Linked DNA regions of Macaca mulatta: region 2 is linked to region 1. Evidence: chromatin contacts called from public Hi-C data. All regions are on one chromosome and are shown on one strand. Each heading gives the region's core, a stretch centred on a gene start, on an enhancer-like site or on the middle of the called end of the contact. The rest is flanking DNA. Distances are from core to core; before and after follow the strand shown. Region 1 holds the start of IFFO2 (intermediate filament family orphan 2). Region 2 holds the start of ALDH4A1 (aldehyde dehydrogenase 4 family member A1).

Region 1 (5,696 bases), core at 2,003-4,502:
TGTTATTTTAAATTATCATTTTTATTAGATATTCAAGGAACCCCTAAAGCATCTCTAAGAAAGCCTGGGGTTTCAAGGACTACAATTCTAGCCCACCTGCCTCACTTCACAGATGGGGAAACTGAGGCTCCAGGAAAGGAGTATACTTGCTTTGGAAAAATTCAACGTAAGTCTTGAGTCAACTTCAGAAACAACGTGGAAGAAGAGGTGTGCGCGCATCCCAGAAGGGCGGGAAGAGAGACGCCCGCACTCCACCTGTCTCAGCAGCACCGTCTCATTCCAGGCCAGCGCCAGAAGCTGACATCACACCCCACGCCCTGGGTGCAACTTGAATAGAGCATTGCTCAATGCCAACCCATCTCCCTCCAAGACTGGGCACGGCTTCTCCATCCCCTTAGTAGCCGGGTCCAAAAAAGCATACACACAATAAAACAAACACAACACAAGCCTGAGGCATGACGACACGATCAACAGTGGCAGACAGGAGGGCCCGGCCCATCCCTCCCCAGTTTCACCATCAAGAGCAAGTGCCTGTTTCCCTAGCCTGCCCCAGTGACATTGACCATGAGGGGTGGAGAGGTGGCCTCTATGTGGCAAGGCACCAGGTGGGCCATTCTCAAGTCCTCCAGAGAAAGAGGTAACGCAGGAGAGAGGGCACCAGATGGGCCATTCTCAAGTACCTCCAGAGAAAGAGGTAACTCAGGAGAGAAGCCCATCTCCCAGTGGAGTGTAAGACCTACCCCCAGGAAGTGAGGTGCTGCATGAGAGAGCTTGAGGACTCTCAACGTTTCTGCTCCCCGCTAGCTTGACAAAGTGCCTATCATCTTTAATAACATCAGCTTGATTACTTTATACCTTCCGAAGAGCATCACCGTCCTGCTCTCCCCTCGAGCAACTGTGGGCAGATTTTATTATTCCCATTTCTCAGATGAGCAAACAGGATTTCAAGTGGTTTGATAATCTCACCAGCAGGTATAAGGCTGGCTTTTGAATTCTACCCAGTTGCTAGCCTGTCCAACGGGAGAATAAGGAAGGAGACCTATGCCCAGCTCCCTGGGCAGACCTTTAGAGATGGAAGGTAGGGCCCTTCTCAGTACATCCTCCAAGCCCTGGAGTTCAGAGCCAATAACTCCGGGTGGAAGGCTGCCCGTGCCTGGAACAGCGACTGCCAGGGCCAGAGGGCCCCTCCCCCAGCCAGGTCTGAGATGCCAAAGACAGACCCCTCTACCCTTATGGGAAGAGGAGGAGGATAGGAGACCCCTCTCCTCTCATCAGAAAGCCAAGCAGACAGTATTGTTGGCCAGACTGCAGGCAGGAAGCAATGACAGTTTCCCAGCTGGGGAATCTGAGCTGGGCAGGAATGCACTGGCCAGTCCTACAGAGTCTGGACCCCAGTTCTAGCCAGAGATGGTGGTCTCAGTCCATTCAATGTCCAGTCTCCAACCCAACATTATCTTCTCCTGGGGGCTTTTAAGGCTGAGTTTGTTAGGGCTCAATAAACCATGAAACTCAGGGAGTGGGGGGAAGAGGGATGAAAGGAGGCATTTTATAAAAGCTTGTGAGCAGTCTGCTATAGTTGTGGTTATCCAACCCAGCAAGCTGGACGTTACAGAGCTGGAGCAAGACGGCAGACACTGGCCCCAGGGGGCAGGGGCAGATCCATCCATTTTCAAACACATGATCTCATTTAATTCAAGAAATAAAAAGGCAGTGGGTTGGTTAGAGTTTTTCTTTTCATCTGTTGAGGGAGGGGAGCCTACTTCCTACTTCCTTGGGAAAAATACCTATGCTAGGAGACAGACTAGCCAGGAGTGGTTAAAATCTCTGGTTGAAATCCTGGTTTCACAACTCCTTCGCCAAGCCACCTTAGGCAAGTCACTTAGCACTTCTGCACCTCGGTTTCCTCATCTATAAGATGAGGATAAGTCTGCCTTACACGCTGTATTGTGCTGAGAATTAAATGAGATCACATAAAACACAGATAGTTATTATGTCACCTAGAAAACAATGTGCCTAACCAGTGATAGCATCGAGGTGGCCCCCACGGTAGCCAGCGCCCACCCCCATCCTGGGATCTAGATAATTGGGCCTTCCTGGCATGTGTAAGGCACTCTGCAAACACAGCTTCCAGCCCACCTGCCAGGACCAGCTGCCGGCCCGGCCCCCGTCCCGCACACGCATTCCGCGGCAGCCTGGACCTGGGCGCCCCCTCCCAGGGTGGCGGGGGAGGGGCGGCCACTCACCTCCGCTTGTACTCGTCGCGCTCGCGCTTCACCTTGGCCAGCACGTTGTAGAGCGCGCGGATCTCCGGCGTGATGGTGTCGATCTGCACGCCCACGCCGTCGGGGTGCACCCACGACACGCCGGGGCCCTGCACGGTCTCCACGCCGCCGCCGCCCGTGCGCCGCACCTGCGTGTAGCTCCAGATGGTCCCGGGCAGGCGGCCGTAGTGCTGCGGGTGCGAGCCGCCGCCGGGGGGCAGGCCGCCCAGGGCCACGGCATTGGCGTTGACGCCGGCCGCCGCGCCGCTGCCGAGGCCGTGCCCGCCGCCGGGCGCTGGGGGCCGCAGCAGCTCGGGCCCGGTCTGTACGGCCTGCTCGCGGGAGAAGGTCTTGTAGCGCAGCCGCCGCTCGCGCTCGCTCTGCTGCTGCTCCAGCTGCTTCTCCAGCAGCCGGTTGCGCCGCTCCAGCTCGTGCACCTTGGCCAGGAAGCAGCGGAAGCGCACGTTGAGCCCCTTCAGGAGGTGGATGTTGGAGCCCAGGTCGTCCCGCAGCGCCGCCGTCACCGGCGACGGACCCGGCCCGGCCCCGCCGCCGCCGCTGCCCCCGCCAGGGCAGCCCCCGCCGCCGCCGCCCGGCGGGCAGCCGAAGGCCAAGGCCATCTCCCCGAACAGCAGCGAGTTCACCATGCGCCGGCTGCGCGGCTCAGGGCCCCGGGCCCGCGGCTCCAGGTGCGGCTCCAGCTCCGGGCAGGGCTCCCGGCGCGGCCGGGCTAGGGTGGGCGCGGGCTCCAGCGCGGCCGGCCGGGCGGTTCCAGATGCGCGCCAGATGCGGCCTCCGCAGCGACGGCGGGACGGATGGCCCCGGATGCGGGCGCCGAGGCGAGAGAGGGCACTCGGGCGCTCCTCTGGATGCGGTAGAGGCCGCGGTATCTGCGCGGGGCCAGAAGGGTCGCGGGTCGCACCGCCCGGGCTGTCAGAGACGCTGTGGAGGGGCCGCGGCAGCCGCACGCAGAGGACTCTCGGCCGGCACTGCCCACTCTGCGGCGGGCCCCGCCCACTGCAGACACTGGCCCCGCCCTCACCGCGGCCCCGCCCACCCCTCCTCCCTCTGCGGCGTTCCCGGAGCCAGAGGCTCCGCCCCACGAGGCCCGCAGAGCCGGGCCCCACCCACAGACCCTTGGCTCCGCCCACCGCCGGGTTCTCCCGCTTTCGCCGCAGCGTCGACTCCGCCCAGCTCCCCGGCGGGGCCACGCCCTCTCCTGCGTCTGGTCCTGCCTCCCCGCCGGGTGCCGATTCTCTGCTGGGGGACCCGGACCGCAGAGCTGCACCAGGGACCGAGTTAGCTAGAACCGCCGCAGAGCCAGCCGGGCCTCTTAAAGGGGCCAGCAGCCTCGGCAAAGCTCGCTTTCCACTTTTTAGGGCGCTCCTCTCCCTCGTCGCCTGCCGAGAGGGCTCCGTTTCTCTGTCCTCTCCGCCCCGAATGCCCCTGGCCCCAAATTCCTTCGGATGTGGGCGACCGCGGCTGGAAGGGCTGGGGGAATCACAGTATCCGAAGGTGCACCGGCACCCCACCCCCACTCCAGCCTGGGGAGGCCCAGATCCACCTTACGGGGATAAGGCGGCGCCTAGGCCGGCACGTCCTCCACGCTGCGGACCCAGGGGTGGGCTCCTCGGACGCTAGCTGCCGGCCTCGTCCCCCCGAGATCAACCCGGGCACCGCCAAGCCCGCCGGTTCCCCCGCCACTGAGGCGCCGAGCAGCATGGGGGTTGGGGAGGCTGAGCAAGACCCTCCCGGGATGACACCCACAAACTCGGCCTGGGCCTGGCCTCCGCTGAGCTGCTGAGCACCTCCCCACCACCCACACCCACACGCTGAGATGAAGCTGACCCCGAGAGCTGGGAATTCATTTCACAGACATGGGGCTTAGCGGGCAGCCTGGGGCAGACCAAGGCAACCCGAGGAACCATTCATTCATTCATTCAAATGTTTTCACACCTACCACGTTAAAGGCCAAGTTCTCCAGTCTCTGGGGTCTCCTGAATCATGTTGCAAACATCAGTATATGTCAGGCACCATACTTATTTATTATCCCCATTTTACAGAGAAGGTCACTGAGACGTTAAGTAGCCGCAATGGTCCAAAGTGCATACTCTAACCGGCCTTCCACAAAGCTGGCCTCGTGTCCATTCCCGCATTTGGTCCTCACCGAAAACCTCAGAGGGGAGGTGACCCCCACCTGTGAACGCCTGTGGCTTGTATTGTATGCACTTAACCAGATATGTGGCATGTTTCAGATTCTTCCGACTGAATTTTTTAAATTGCAATTTAATGTTTGTCTTGTTATTAACTTTTGTGTTTGTTTTGTCTCTTTGTATGTAAGCTTGAGGACAGGCACACTGTCTTACATGGACAATGCCTTGGTGTTGTTGGTGACAAAGGAGACACGGACTTGCCCTGGAGTGATGTGGCTATGATGTTAGTCTGCTGTGTTTTTGATTTAGCCATAAAAGCAAACCCTCCCCATAGTTCCTTCCCTCAACCGCAGTTCCTTGCTTCCTGCCAACACGGACTCACCTTAAACACCCAGCTCTGAAACTCACCCATCTAGAAACCTTTCTCTGCTTAACCCAACCCAATCTGGACACTGCCCTTTACTCTTCATTCTCTCATCTCTTGAGGATGTTCTTGTTTATCCAACCTAAAGAATCAAAACCCCTTTGCCTTGAAGCAGAGGTTCATGGACCCCCAGGAAGACTGAGGATAGAATTCTGGGGAGTTCATGACACGGGGGTGGACAAAAGTTTTATCTTTATCCTCACTAATCTCTAAATGGTTTTTTGTTTGTTTGTTTGTTCGGGACAGTGTTTCGCTCTTGTTGCCCAGGCTAGAGTGCAATGGTGCGATCTCAGCTCATCACAACCTCCACCTTGGGGGTTCAAGCGATTCTTCTGCCTCAGCCTCACAAGTAGCTGGAATTACAGGCATGCGCCACCATGCCTGGCTAATTTTTTGTATTTTTAGTAGAGATGGGGGTTTCTCCATGTGGTCAGGCTGGTCTCGAACTCCCGTCCTCAGGTGATCCACCCACCTCGACCTCCTGAAGTGCTGGGATTACAGCCACCATGCCCGTCCAATGGTTTTTAACATATCCTTTGATTATGAATGTAGGTAGCAAGTAGATGTCCCTGTGATTTTGTCACTAGTAGAAATCACAGGTATTTACATAACACACTACAGTTACTGTAAACATCTCAAGATATCATCTAAGCTACCAGAACTGTGAAATTAAAGTCATATTAGATCCACCACTAAATCTTATTTAATGTATTAGTAAAGGAGAACATATATCACTATATGACAAATTGTTAATACTTTGATATCTATTTTAGTAAATGATTTTTCATTGTAATCCTAATGCCGTTGTAAAAAATTATTCTGAGAAGGGGTCCACAGGCTCCACCCAATGCCTGAGTG
Region 2 (5,602 bases), core at 414-2,913, 52 kb before region 1:
CCCGTGGTGCCTGATTGCTTGATAATTATTATTGTTATCATGGGCTTATCTTTTAGAATATGGATTGCTTTCTACTAGATATCGGAGGTTTTTTCTATGCATTTCTCCCCTATTAAGCTGAAAACTCCTCAAAGGCCCTACCCCATGTAAATTCCCTGGGTACTCCTCACCTCTAGGGTGTTTGGTAGAGCATCAGCTCACAGTAGGCACTCAGTATAACACTGGACTCTATAAGCCCCATCTTCCTGGGCCTCAGAGTGCAGGCAAGGCCTGCAAATGGCATCGCACAGGGAGTATGGCAAGTGTGGCCCCAGTCTCAGCCTAGAAGAGGAACTCTTCTGTCCCATGTCCTCTTCCTGCACCCTTTCCTATCCCCTCCTCACTCACAGAGGACACGCAGCAGGGTTGAAACTCACTTGCGTTCAGGGCACCACCATGTCATCCTTTGGGGGAAGGGAGAGGGCCACTGATTAACTCAGAAAGGGCACAGCTCATCAGGAGAGAGAGAGCCGCTAACAGCCCCGGAAGTCAAGCAAACAAAACTCAAATGGGAGGAGGTGCTGACCCACAGGTGCGCAGCCCCGCCAGACTAGGATCCCCTCCGGGGCAGGGTCTGTGTCCCACCCACCTCTCCAAACCTAGCCCCGAGCTGGAGGGGCTCTCTGAGAATATTTGTCACTGAGTGGGCAAGGATCCAGACACCGGGCTCCACAATGGCAGGGTTTGCAAATCTGGATTTGAAGGGCAGCTCCACCCCTGAACTGCTCCTGGTTTTCTTCATTATTTGGAATAATACCTGCCTCACAGGAGTGAGAAGTTTAAAAAGAGGTGATAATGATGATGATCATGGTGATAATCACAACCGGGCGCTGCCTTTGGGCCGGGCACTGTTCAGGGTACTCCCCGTGTAATAACCACTTAATCCTCATGGTAAGACACCTGCCAAGTGCCTGGCCAGCATTTGGTTCATTATAAGCACCCCATAAATACGATTATTCCACCTACAAGAAAAAAGGAGTCCCTCTTTTCTGTCCAACATTTAACGTGAAAAAAAAAGCGGGCGGCGGGGTGCGGGGGGAGCGGAAAAGAGAGGCAGAAGTCCTGGTAGAAGGAGAGGAGGACTCGGGGAATCCGGGGCGGGATGGGGGCACTGAACGTGGGACGAGGGTGGGGAAGTGAGATGTGTGGTGTGCTAAAAAACAGAGGTGCCCCTCGGGGGAAGCTCGCAAATTGCGAAGATCCAGTATTAGGAGACGAGTGACTACAGAGATTACTTTCCGAGCGTGGGAACCGGCAGGGCCCCCGAGGCACCCTACTCGGTCGCAGGATTCGGGAAGAGGGGTCCCCTCGCTAAAGTAAGGTGACTACCTGAGGGAGGAGGCTAAGGGATCTCAGTGGGAGAAAGGCCTGTGTGGGGGTCGGAGGGGAGCCCGTGAGGAACCCGGCGGTGACCCAAGCAGCTTGGGGGTCCGGCAGGGAGGGAGTGCGGCGCTGGGGACGCCCAGTGACTCCCAGGCTCCCGGGCCCCAGGCGCGCGCTCGGGCCGTCCCGGGCCCCGTGCTCACTCACCCGGTCCCGGTCCAGGGGCGGGACAGGAGGGCGCGGCGCAGCGCGGACGCCGGGAGCAGCATCTCTAGGTCGCAGCGGGGTTGTTTGCTGGCTCGTCCGCCCAGGCGCCGCTAGAATGCACAGCCCCGTCCAGAACGCACCACCTCGATCCGCGGGGGGAAACGGATCACGCCGGCTGTCCTCCGAGCTCGGGATCAGCCGAAGTTCCACTATATTTAGCTTCGGCTAATAAAAAGTATCTGTTCGTGCCATAATAGGGGCATAACACAACACAAGGCAAGGGAACCCGAAAGCGAAGTCCTGAAATGCATGCGTTTTCCCCTCCTCTCGTTATGGTATGACCCGAGAGGGCGTGAACCCCTCCGACCAATCAGAGTGACACACCAAAGCTTCTGAACCAATCAACGGTGCGGTCCTGTTGCAGCCTTCCAAAGTGGAGCAGAGAGGGGCTGAATAGAGCCAATGAGATAACCGGAATGGGACACGTGCTGAAGCGGGGCGGAAGGATTCGCTGCGCCCGGCCCTCTGGTGTGTGCCCGGCGTCCCGTGGGCGTCAGACTGGCTTCTTTTAGGCCGCCAGTGGTTTGTGCGAGGCCAGAAACCTGTCCGTTACCAGACTCCTCGACCCCGCAGGGCCACAGCGCGGCCAGCCCCCTGCTGCTTCCCGGGCACTGCCCGTGGAATGAGCCTGCCTTCCAGCCTCATTGGCCAGGACCCAGCCGCCCTCCACATACCCGCCAGGCCCAGCGCTGGCCAGCTTCTTAGCTTTCTTGCAGATTACGATCAATGCAAGATAAAACCTGAGCTGGCCAACGCTTAGCTTTTCATTTTAAAGCCTTTGGCCGCAAAACCATGTTGTTCCTGAGCCTTTTACCCCCAAGTAAAAATGTCAGCTTTGCAAAATGTTGTGTGCTTGGTAAACACTCGAATGCTATTTAAAACTTGGATTCTGAAGTCTTCTCTGATGACGAGGTCTCAGGGACCCAATCTATTCCTAAAGTAATGTTACGTTTCCTTACTCTCTCTTCTAATTTGTTTATATTTCTTCCAGCAGCATGAACCGGGCACCTGCTTAGGAGTCAGTTCCGATGCTGATTCTGGTTCCTCATTAGGGCACTAGGCAGACTACAGATCCTTTCTGGGCCTCAGTTTCCTCATCTGTAAAACGGAGGTAATAATACCCAACTCACAATGCCCCCATGATCTTAGGCCACTTCTTTTTCTCCGGATTACACCATTTAAGATACTTTGGGAGAATTTAAACATTTAAATGAAGAGTTGGGGAGGGAAAAGTGCCAAGTATTAGGAATGGCAAAAAGCAACTTGGAATTGGTGGCGGCTATTTGTCTTCATCTTTGGAGAAGACCCTAGACAGGTGGGCTCAGTTCACATTAGGGCAATGTTGCCCTGAACGTGCCCATTAACAAGAAAAACTAGAACGTTGGATAGTGTCAAATGTAGAGCCTGGGGAGGTGACCTCGTGTGGGCACGTTGGAGAGCCTGGAGAAATGGGAACTTTGTGGTTAAAAGGCCATCAGTTCCAAACCAGGCCAAGCCAGTTACTGAGCCCGTGATGTCTCGGGTCCTCTCTTCCCCTTCAGTAAAATGTGTGTAATGATTCCTGCTTTATCATCTTCCAAAGCTTTTATTGTGAGCTACAAATGTAACAGGTGATATGACATCCCCTATTTTATGGCTAATTAGCTAATGAGTTTGAGTGTTTCTGTGACCCTCAGTCCTCTTACCCCTCCCCCAACAGCAGATTCATCTTCTATTTAAAAACAAAAACAAAAAAAAAAGCACCATCAGTTCTAAGACACTTCACTTTATTTAAAAGAAGCCAATATACAGGATATAAAGGGCATGATATTTACAACAGTACAGTAAACAGGTTGGTTTCCGGTAGGATCAGTAGTCTTTCCGTGAGTATAAACCCCCCTTCCCTGTGATGCTAGACCCAGCTGGCAGACAACAGCAACGGTGGGGCAGGATGGAATCATGGGGTATAAAGTCTCCCTGGATGGGGCTAAAAATCAGGTAGATGCAGAAACGTCCACAAGGGGTCTTGCAGGGAAGGGCTTTGCCTCGTTTCTTTGAGGGCTTGGGAGGGAGGGGTCTTGGTGAGGGATTTGCCCAGAACTAACACACAGCCCACCCTGAGCCTGGAAATCATCCATTCATAGAAAATTCCCTTCCAGAGAGAATCTGGCTTTACCTGCACCCACCCAGCCCCCTCCAGACTCCCCACTTCAGGAGAGAGCTCTTCCAGAGCCAGAGCTTGGTGTCTCAAGGGGGAAGACCCCTGTCCTAGGAAACCCCCAGCACCCTGATCCCTCCCCCAGGACCCTGGGGGGAACACAGCAAGGACTGCAGCCCAGGCTTGGCCTGGAGTAGGCACAGCCAGGGCTGGGCTATGAGCATCTTATGCCATTTCCACTCCTACTCCAGCTGCCTGACCACCTGGGACCCACAAAGGCCCAGGCTCCAAGGAAGTCATGTACTCCCACTGTCACCCATGCTCTGCTGCCTCCCAACCCTCTCCCAGCGCAGCTGAGTTGGAAATGGATCTCGGCAGACCAGAGTCAGAGTAACTAATCAGAGCCTACCCCCAGAGCCCAGCTTGTCCCCTCCCTAGTGTGCCTTGGCCCTTCCCCCACCCACCACACTTCTGAATTTCCTGCAACCTACCCCAAGACTTCCAAGAAACTGAGGGGTCAGAGGAGAGGAGAATGGGGTGAAGTGGGACCTACAGTCTGCTGAAGCTGCTCATGGGTGTTAATGACCAAAAGTGAGGACAGAAGACGAGGCATGGGGAGGGGAATGGGTTCTATTCAATCCGGCAACAACATGCACCATTTCTCGTCCACAGGAGAATGCTGGGCTACCACAACTGCCTACCCTAGATTAAAAAACCCTTCCTTTCATAAAAATAGATGAGAGTCTCTTGCTTTATAAATAGATTACATTTAGCTTAAGTTACATCTTATAATCTTCCCCCACCCCACCCCCTCTCCTCCCATTCCAAGCGTAAGTGGTTGAATTCTCCCTAGGTCATCTGAGTTCTACCCACAGAGTTAGTCCACGATGGATTTGGTCCTTCAGGGACCTCAAGACATTTTCTCAAGACAAGAAAGAAAATGTTGGCTTGCCAATAATTTTTTTCTCTGTTTGGAGTCTCAGAGGAGTGTGTGTGTGTGTGTGTGTGTGTGTGTTTCACAACCAACCAGGGAGCCAAATGGATGCTAGTCTTCCTATCCCTCCCCAATCCTCTGTTTGTATAAAACCCCCAAAAATAGGAGACAGAGGGCAGCGCAGGAGAGCCCATCTGAGAACAATTCTAAAATACCAGTGTCAATATGACACCGGGCTTAGAAATAGAAAGTCAAAACTAAGTATTTACAGCTTTACAAAGGATGGACCAATTCATCCCAGCTAGGACTGGTGCTGCCCCAGCGAGCTTTGGGGTCTTTCTTGGCAAGCTGTGGGCTCATGGTGAGGGGACAAGCACAGCCCACTGGCATTAACTGAAAAGAGCATGTGGTGGAGAGGCAGGCAGTCAGGCAGGCCGGACCCCGGAACCAGCCCAGGAGGCAGGCCCATCACACTCTGGCTTACCCTCTCCCACCCACCTGCCCCAAGTCCTCACTCCCAAGAGGAGAGCAGATATTAAAAGCCAGCAGGAAGGGACTTTCAGGCCAGGATCTCTTTCTGGCTCCTGCCATTTTCAAACTCCCTAGAGTACCCTAGTTCTCAAAGACAAATGACCTATGTATACAAGGAGGAAAGTAAAAATAATACCGCCAGACACCGATCACCACAGTAACCTGTTACCCTCCAACGCTAACACTGCTGCCTTACAGTCTTAACTCTAAAGATACGTCTGTCACCCTCCCACCACCTTGGGGAACAACCCAGGGCTGGCTTCCACGCTGCCCACGAAACTCCCACACCACATTGTCCAATGCCTCCCTCAGCCCTGGACGGAGGAGACCCACGAGGGTGGATGTTTTCCTGCCCTCGTGGAAACGGAAAA

The links. Hi-C and Micro-C count contacts between places; a contact is called where the count stands out from the background.
Region 2: a Hi-C map of cortical neurons shows a contact between it and region 1, with 4 times the contacts expected there. The contact joins the promoter of ALDH4A1 here to the promoter of IFFO2 in region 1. A contact is called at or near these places in 3 of 14 Hi-C or Micro-C datasets (CD4 T cells, blood and cortical neurons).

Annotation. Positions count from the first base shown.
Region 1 is chr1:222,027,544-222,033,239 of T2T-MMU8v2.0, reverse strand. IFFO2 (intermediate filament family orphan 2) reads right to left here and starts at 3,252. Exons shown (of 8, transcript XM_028838838.2): 1 at 2,244-3,252. The coding sequence starts at 2,908.
Region 2 is chr1:222,078,213-222,083,814 of T2T-MMU8v2.0, reverse strand. ALDH4A1 (aldehyde dehydrogenase 4 family member A1) reads right to left here and starts at 1,663. Exons shown (of 15, transcript XM_015126940.3): 1 at 1,570-1,663. The coding sequence starts at 1,631. IFFO2 (intermediate filament family orphan 2) reads right to left here. Exons shown (of 8, transcript XM_028838838.2): 8 at 3,375-5,602.